Linked DNA regions of Zea mays: all the other regions are linked to region 1. Evidence: chromatin contacts called from public Hi-C data. All regions are on one chromosome and are shown on one strand. Each heading gives the region's core, a stretch centred on a gene start, on an enhancer-like site or on the middle of the called end of the contact. The rest is flanking DNA. Distances are from core to core; before and after follow the strand shown.

Region 1 (2,787 bases), core at 6-2,505:
TGTTCTGTGATGAAAAGCAAGGGATACATTATGCTCTAGAAAGCAATAGAAATGTTTTGCGATTCATCACTTTAAGCCTCGGACTCCTAGCCCTGGCTACTGTTCGACTTTGAGGAAGAGCTATACCAAAATCCTGTTTGAATTCATGGACATTGGTTTTTTTAAGACAGCAACTCTTGGCCACAAGATTGTCAAAACCAAAGAATTCCTTAACACGAGCATGAGAAGTCTGGATGAACACAGTGGGTTTCACCGCAAGCTGAAGCATTTTGCAGAGCAGTGCCAAATTGATGTTTCTTTGTTGCAAGAGGAAGAAAAGAAAATTCGGTCCTTGGTCAGGGGCACTGTTGATTATTTCCATGGGAGTACAGGGAAGGAGGAGGGCCTGCCGTTAGGATTAGTTAAAGTTCCAGTTTGATCATAGGCACCTAGGTCGATGACTTTAGTAAGATGTAAGCAATCTGTCTTCTGGCCAGGTTGAGCAAGGCTTAGCTGCAGTGTATCAGTGTGGTACAGCTGATGTATTTATACTGTACAATCTAATGAGACTGTACGGATTAGAGCTATCAGAACCTGCACAGATATTTCACAATAAACTCTTAGGTTATATATTGCTCGAGACTTGTGAATATTTTGTTATTGCTTCCTGGTTCAAAGCCATGATGCATGGTACACGCGCGTAATTATGACTTCTCATACAAGACGGGACGTCAAGACTCCGGTCTTTTTGGAGACATCATAACCTATTTGTTTAGCTTTAATCCATTCTGATTTATACTAATTATACAGTGCTTTATCCTAATCGTATCCGTGAACCGTGACAATTTATTTTGTTCAGAAAACCGTAGCGAAGCACGGGCATTTGACTATGTTTCTTAGATATTTGAATTGTATCATGTTATTTATGTCATATTAAATATTAATTAGATCATTTAGTTTTTAGCCTTATTTTAGTAGGCTAGTAGTTCATTTAGATATTGATCCTAAATCTTCCATCGCACGTGGTGAATAGAATGTAAAAGAAATGTTCCCCACAAACGTTCGTAAGATTCTAGAGAAACTTTTTTTATTGCAGGGACGAGGATGAAAAACTTTCCCTGACGTATTCTAAAGACTTATTCGGTTATAAGTGGATTGGAAGAGATTAAATCTATTCCGGTGGATTGGAAGAGATTAATTTATTTCTAATCAAAATTGAATAAAAGAGATTTAATTATTATTAATACGCGTCGATCCAGACGTAATCGAAGTCTAATCCCCGATCTGATCTAACGGTCCTCCAGCGTGCAGTCTTGGGGAGATCGTAGCCGACCCGCCGTCTCCCTAGTAAGTAGTCACAGACTCACAGCTCACAAAACTCACGAACCGCACGCCACCCGGAAGGCCGGAACATCGGATCCACGCTCCCCTTTCGCCGCCAGGTTCCTCCTCCTCCTAGATGGCGCCGCTGCCGCTGCCGCTGCCGCCACCGTCAGAGAAGAGGCCCCCTCGCTCGCTCTTTGAACTCCCCTCTGACTTCTTCGATTCATCCGTTCTTCTCCGGGCTCACCCCTCCACGGCCCCCTCCGCGGTGGAACCGTCCGAACCCTCCCGGCCGCCGCCGACTCAGCAGCAGCACCAACAACTTTCAGAGGCTGCGGGGTCCAGGTGGACGTGCAACACATGTGCCTCCGAGTTCGAGTCGCTACAGGAGCAGCGCGAGCACTTTAAGTCTGACCTGCACCGCCTCAACGTATCCATCTGTGCCCTTTCTCTTCACTTGAGCACTTCTGATCGATTTTTTTATAGCCTTCTGATCGATTTTTGGAATTTCAGTATTGATACAGTATCAAGGGCTCCTCCTGATATTTTGTTTAGCAGACAGCGTCCCAGCACTGATCATAGCTGGAACTATTTAGTAGATGGAACGCTTAGTTATCAGATGTTTGCATGTAGGTAGAATAGTTGAGTCCCTTGATTACTTATTGGAGAATGGAGAGAAACAATTTATGTGGGATTATCACTAATCGAGTCTCTTAGCTTCTGCATGTGGTGATTCATGATTTAAAAGCCAAAAAGAAGAAGGTTTAATTTTGAAAATTGATTTTTAAAAGGCGTATGATAAAGTCAGGTGGGAGTTTCTAGCTGAAGTATTAAAATCCAAGGGTTTTCCTGACAATTGGAATAATATGGCGACGAGCACAGTGGAAAATGGAAAAGTGTGTGTGAATATCAATGGAGAGAGAAGTAAGTTTTTCAAGACTTTCAGGGGTCTTAGGGAGACCCCCTTACCCCCCCCTCTTTTGAATCTGGTGGCTGATGCTCTCAGCGTGCTTCTGGAAGCTGAGGTTTCTAAAGGACATATTACGGGGGTTATGTTGGATACTTTACCTGGGGGTCTATCTCACATACAATATGCGGATGATACAGTGATCATGATTGATGGTTCGGCAAAAAGTCGATCCTGAATTTTAAATTAATACTATACTGCTTCAAAAGGCTATCGGGTTTAAAAATCAACTTTCATAAGAGTGAAGTGTAAACTTTCATAAGAGTGAAGTGTACATTTTGGAGTAGGACAGCCTGAGAAAGAAAAGATGGCTAACATGCTGAGTTGCTCTCTAGGCTCCTTCCCCATTAAATACCTTGGAATTCCTGTATCAGATCATAATATCAACACGGAAGTTTCTGCACCTATTTTGGCCAAAATGAATAGGAGGTTGGACCCATGTAAGGGTAAACATTTGTCAGCCGGTGGTAAGCTGGTTTTGACTAATTCTTGCCTTAGTAGCCTTCCTATGTACTCCA
Region 2 (2,700 bases), core at 88-2,587, 150 kb after region 1:
CGCAAAACCGCCATAAACACGAGACCAAAAGGTGGCACGGTGGTCCTGAGATTTGCCTTTTACACAAAGCAACACACACACACACAATTACTCACCCCACACCACACACACGCACACGTAATCACCAATGAAATAGATAGATGTACTACGCGCGCCTATCGCCATGTCCCTCCTAGCTGTGGCGTGGCATGTGTCTCGACGACTCGCCGCCGATCTCCCCGTCCTACGGTTGGGCTGGGGGCGCATGCATGGCTGGCGTACGGCGAGCAGCACCGGAAACGACCCATCACACAGTACGCGCTGCGCACTGTGCTGCCACTGGCTCACTGTGTGGGAATAACTACGCGCGTACTGGCAGTACTTGGTGCGCTCGCCAGGCGTCGATCGCAGCCGGCGCGACATGGCGGTGGTAGGCGGTAGCTGATCTACGGAAGCGCCCGGACGGCCGGTGTCCCCGCCGGCACGGAGGAGGCCCCTTTTTTTCCCCCTGCCTGCCACGGGGGCAAAGCATGTGATCCCTTCCCTTCCGTCGTTCCCCCGATCGGACGCGAAAGAATCAGCTGGGTACAATAAACACGCCGATCCCGATCCCGTACCCGCGGCCGCGGCCACGGCACGCTCCCGGGTCCCGAGCCCTCGACCGGACCCGACCCGACCCGACCGCCGCATTTACCCTCGGCAACTGCGCCGTACCACGGTGCCCGCGTACCAAACCGGCGCGCGCGTATGCCACACACCATTCATGGGTCCTGGGTCCTGAGTCTCCTGACCCGCGCAGCGAGGCGGCCGCTGCATTGCATCGCGGCGCGGCTCCACCCGCACGCGCACCCGCAGTCGTGCGGGCATGGACCTGGACTCTGGCTGTAATAACCACAAGTGGCCCTGGCGTCCGCCTAACCCAGCCTGTAAAGATCTCTCGTCGCCTCGCTCGCGCAGACGCAGGCACCACCAGCCACGCACGCGCACCCACCCGCAGACGGATCGGGCACGGCCAGAGCCAATGAGCCAGAACCAGAGCCAGGCAACCAGCCCACACCCGCTGCTCCCCACCGGCCCACCCCACTCCACTCCGCTCCACTAACCAACGCCCAGGGTTTTTAATAATCCCGCCACAACCCAACCACTCCGACCGCTTTTCCCCCGCGCGTTTCAAAATCAGCGAGGCCGCGAGGGCAGCGGTAACACCGTGGGATTAATCATCAATCAACCAGGCAGGTACTCGTAAGCTGATGGGGGTAAAGCAGGGGGATTAGTGAGGACCTCGTTTGAAGCCGGGTATAAAAGCCGCGAGGCTAGCAAAGGCGACCTCGCGAGGAAAAACTACCTGGGCCGCCACCGCCACAGCCCCGCCCCGCCCCGCCCCCGCCTCCCGAGCTGAGCGAGCGACTCAGCAAGCGCGCAACGGAACCAGCCGCCGCGGCGCGCCATGGCGCCGTTCCAGATGCGTTTCGGGCTCCAGATCTCTCCCGCGCGCTCCGACGACGACGAGGAGGAGGACGACGACGACGACAACGAGGAGGAGTATGACGAGATGGCGAGCGAGGGGACGGCCTCGCCGCCGATGATGCTCCGGCCAGGGAGGGGAGGGGGAGGGCTGGTGAGCGCCGTCGTGGGCGCGCTGCGGAGGTCGCTGGTGATGTGCAGCGCTGGCGCCGTGGATATCGACGACGACGACGACGAGGAGGAGGGCGGGATCGAGATCGGGCGGCCCACGGACGTGCACCACGTCTCGCACGTCACCTTCGACCGCTTTGGTGGCTTCCTCGGCCTCCCCGCGGACCTCGAACCCGAAGTGCCGCGGCGCACGCCGAGTGCCAGGTGAGCTCGCCAGTCGCCGCTGCCGCTGCCGTGCGGGTGATTACGCTTCGATTTTCGCTTCAGCTGTAACTTTGTGTGCCTTAGTTTTTCCCGACTGCTTCCGTGACGGAACTGTAGCTTTCTGATGAAGTGCCCGTTGTCCACAAAGACGCTACGCGAAAAAATGGGCGTGTTCCTAAATTCAGTTCTACAAGTTTAGGCGCACACTGTTTTCAGCGGACGCTCCTAAGCAAGCTGACGAAAGTGAGCTGTATTTTTGTTTTTCTCTGTGTTTAGCAATGATACAGTTCTGTAACAAGGTGGTTAGCTGAGGGTTCCGAATTAATTAGTAGTAACTGGACAAGTTGATCTCGTGGAGAGAGAGAGACGAGAGGCAGTACTTTTAAAGTACTACGAGTTGTTGCTTTCTGTATCAGGAAGTACAGATGGGAATTTAGTTATCTTGGATTGTTTACTTTCTGCACCTGGCATAGAAGAGATTCTGAATATCTATTCTGAGGGCATATAGTTCTGAAGATAAATGCGTGCTTATCAAAAAAATTATATAGGATATTCTTACATGGCTAATGGTATATTCAGCCCAAATGAATTTTGTCGCCAAACTTGATTTGCCCATGTGCTTGAGCTTGAAACAACAAGGCTGTTTGAGGTGGTTGGCAACATGGGCTACAGAATCTTCTAACCTATCTTTTATTTTGGGGTATGTTCATTTGTACTTGGATCAAATATGGTCTCTGTTGTTTTTGTCTTTTTCCATTTACCAAATGGGTTCGCACGGTACTTTTAGGTTGTTGGAATAAGATCAGGATCTTCTTACCTATATAGACAGTTTCCTTCTTGTGTTTGCTTTTACATTCTATCTCTTTGCTAGTAGTGGTTGCT
Region 3 (2,700 bases), core at 30-2,529, 150 kb before region 1:
GACGTGCGGTGCAAGACCAACCAACTAGTGTGTGTTCCAGGAAGGTGCCGAGTTCCGAATAGCTCACGATGGGTACGGAAGGGTAGAGCCGGAGGGTCTCCGTCAGCGCCGCGTGCAGGTAGTGCATCTTGCTGATGGCGTCCTCGGTCAGGCACGCGACGAGCTCTGGAGCGCCGAGGCCGCCGCCGTCGCCCGAGGTGGCGGCGCGCACCTCCTGCGCGATCCTGTCCTGGATGCTCTGGTTCTTGCAGAGCACGTAGAGGAACCACGACAGGGTCCCCGCGGTCGTGTCGCGGCCGGCGATCACGAAGTTGAGGATGATGTCCCGCAGGTACTTGTTGTCGAAGCAGCCGGGATCGCTCTCCCGCTCCACCAGGAACCTCGACAGGATGTCCTCTTTCTTGGCCTGTCAGGGAAAATGTCACCGTGTCAGGACTGTCATCTCCTCTCGTGCTCCCGTCTGCACCCATCATGTACGGAGAGGTAGTATCTTCTGGGCTCACAAATTCCTGTTGGTCTCTTCCCATCTGCTCGATCTTCCTGTCGACGACGGCGTAGACGAAGTCGTTGATGGTGCGGAGCGAGCGCTTCATGGCCGCCTCCGACGACAAGTTCAGGAACCTCTTGGCCTTCCAGAACGGGTCCAAGAAGCGGTGCAGCACCTGCTCGCTGGCGTCGTCGAACGCCTTGGCGAACGCGGCGCCTTCCTCGCTGGACCCGGACAGCACGCCCAGGTTGACCCCGAACCCGACCTTGAAGATGGAGTCCAGCGTCGACCGCATCAGCAGCTCCTGCATGTCCAGCTTCTCCCCCGCGGCGGCGGCGGCGGCCACGATGCCCGCGAGCTCCGCCGCCGTGTCGCGGAACACGCCGGTGCTGTAGTCGCGCAGCACCCGCGTGGAGAACTCGTGGCTGGCGACCTTCCGCTGGTGCCGCCACTTGGCGCCGTCCACGTTGAAGATGCCGTCGCCGAGGAGGTCCTCGCTCAGCTCGTGCAGCGTGCTCCCCTTGCCGTAGTTGCCGAAGTTGGTCTTGAGGATGTACTCCACGTTCGCGGGCTCCACGGTGTAGATGTAGCTGCAGGTCGGGGTAAGCATGCGGAAGGTACGGTACCTGCGGGAGAGCGCGGTTTGGTACTCCATCAGGCGGCCGAAGTTGAACAGCTGGTGCAGCACGGTGCCAGCCACTGGCGGGTAGCTCCGGTTCTTGCCGCCGCCGCGGCGCCGGAGCGCCAAGTATAACACTAGAACGAGAGCAAGTATCAGGGAGAACACCGTGGGTTGGAGCGGTGGCGAGTCCATGGTCAGCGGTGAGCACCGTAGTGCGCGTTTGGTTTGGTACCTATACTTCTGGTTCTGGACTTGTACTCCGTTGGAAAGTGAAGTCGGCCGCGTGGCCGCGCCCGATTAAAAGAAAAGACAAATGCTAAACAACACCGTGGTTTTGCTGGCTGTGGCCGCGCCGCACGATCTGAAACGCGTCTGTCTCTCTCCTGTGGGATCTATCCCCATCACTATTGGTTTTGTTGTGTCACTGTTTTGCGGGTCCACTTGTCGGTGCTACGGTTTTGTTCAATTGTCTTTAATTCGCATCGGTCAATATTTTTGTCCCGATGAATTATCAACTGACTTTAATTCGAATCAAATAACGCCTAGGAGTCGTATCTGGTTTGTGCTTTTTCCGATGCGTGCGTGCGCTTATATTCTATAAATTAATTATTTGTGCTTATCTTTACTAACAATCTAACATAACATAAAATTAGCTATTTAAATCGTTACAACTATAATCTTTAAAGACAAAATACTATAAAAATAAAGCTAAGCGAACACACTAAAAGCAGCACTTGTGTCGTTGTTGTCGTTCTCTTCACCCACACATGCAAGACGACAAGAGCAAGCAAGAGTGCTTCCACAAGTACATGTGGCTCCGTCAAGTAACGAGTCGAATTTAGCTGGACTCGCTTTTTTAGCACTAGCACAGAGGCTGGCTCTGAACTCGTACTCTAAATTATAATATAAAATTTTAAAATAAATTAAGTAACATATTCTAAATTATTAAAATAAATAAATTGATGTAATATAGAAAATATATTAATTTTTTATAATAATCTCAAATAACAAAAAATTAATCGTCTATTTAGTATTAGCAGTGTATGCTAATTATGATTGTAGGCAATAATTTATTGTTGAGTCGAGTCATGAGCCAGATCGTGAGTCACAACGAGCCGAGCCAAGCTGGCTCGCTGTTTTCTCGAGCCTCAAAAACAGGTTCAGACTTAACTAGGGTTCATTCTAAGTGTCGAGTCGCTATAAGCCTAATCTAGCTCATTAAGCTCAAACTTTTTTTTGCTAGACCTAACTGCACGCCGCCTCCCTCGCCCGCGCACGGCGCATGCAAGCTGCAGGCAAAGGCACATACAAATTGCATGTCAGCGAAGCCCACAAATCATAATGGCAAATTTACCAATGGCTTCAAAAAATTTGTTATTTTTCCACTCTCAGTTTTGGCTCTATGTTCTTATGCCATTCCGTTTCTATGATTTATGGGTCCAATGAAATACTGCCGAAGCCCACAAATCATAATTGCAAAATTGTCAATGGCTCAAGCCTGTAGTGGGATCCAGCGAACAAAGCACTCGCCTTTTAATAGTGAAGGTCATGTTCATTTCTATAATATAAAGAAAATTACAATGGTACTGGA

The links. Hi-C and Micro-C count contacts between places; a contact is called where the count stands out from the background.
Region 2: a Hi-C map of leaf shows a contact between it and region 1, with 5 times the contacts expected there. The contact joins the promoter of LOC100194213 here to the promoter of LOC103648441 in region 1. A contact is called at or near these places in 4 of 25 Hi-C or Micro-C datasets (ear, leaf and tassel).
Region 3: a Hi-C map of leaf shows a contact between it and region 1, with 5 times the contacts expected there. The contact joins the promoter of LOC100501109 here to the promoter of LOC103648441 in region 1. A contact is called at or near these places in 5 of 25 Hi-C or Micro-C datasets (ear, leaf, root tip and 1 more).

The regions. Positions count from the first base shown.
Region 1 is chr2:16,761,515-16,764,301 of Zm-B73-REFERENCE-NAM-5.0, reverse strand. It overlaps LOC103648441, which reads left to right and starts at 1,255. Exons shown (of 10, transcript XM_035965045.1): 1 at 1,255-1,732. The coding sequence starts at 1,439.
Region 2 is chr2:16,607,070-16,609,769 of Zm-B73-REFERENCE-NAM-5.0, reverse strand. LOC100194213 (Rho GTPase-activating protein 3) reads left to right here and starts at 1,337. Exons shown (of 5, transcript NM_001359431.1): 1 at 1,337-1,818. The coding sequence starts at 1,427.
Region 3 is chr2:16,913,795-16,916,494 of Zm-B73-REFERENCE-NAM-5.0, reverse strand. LOC100501109 reads right to left here and starts at 1,279. Exons shown (of 4, transcript NM_001195925.1): 1 at 504-1,279; 2 at 68-406. The coding sequence starts at 1,142.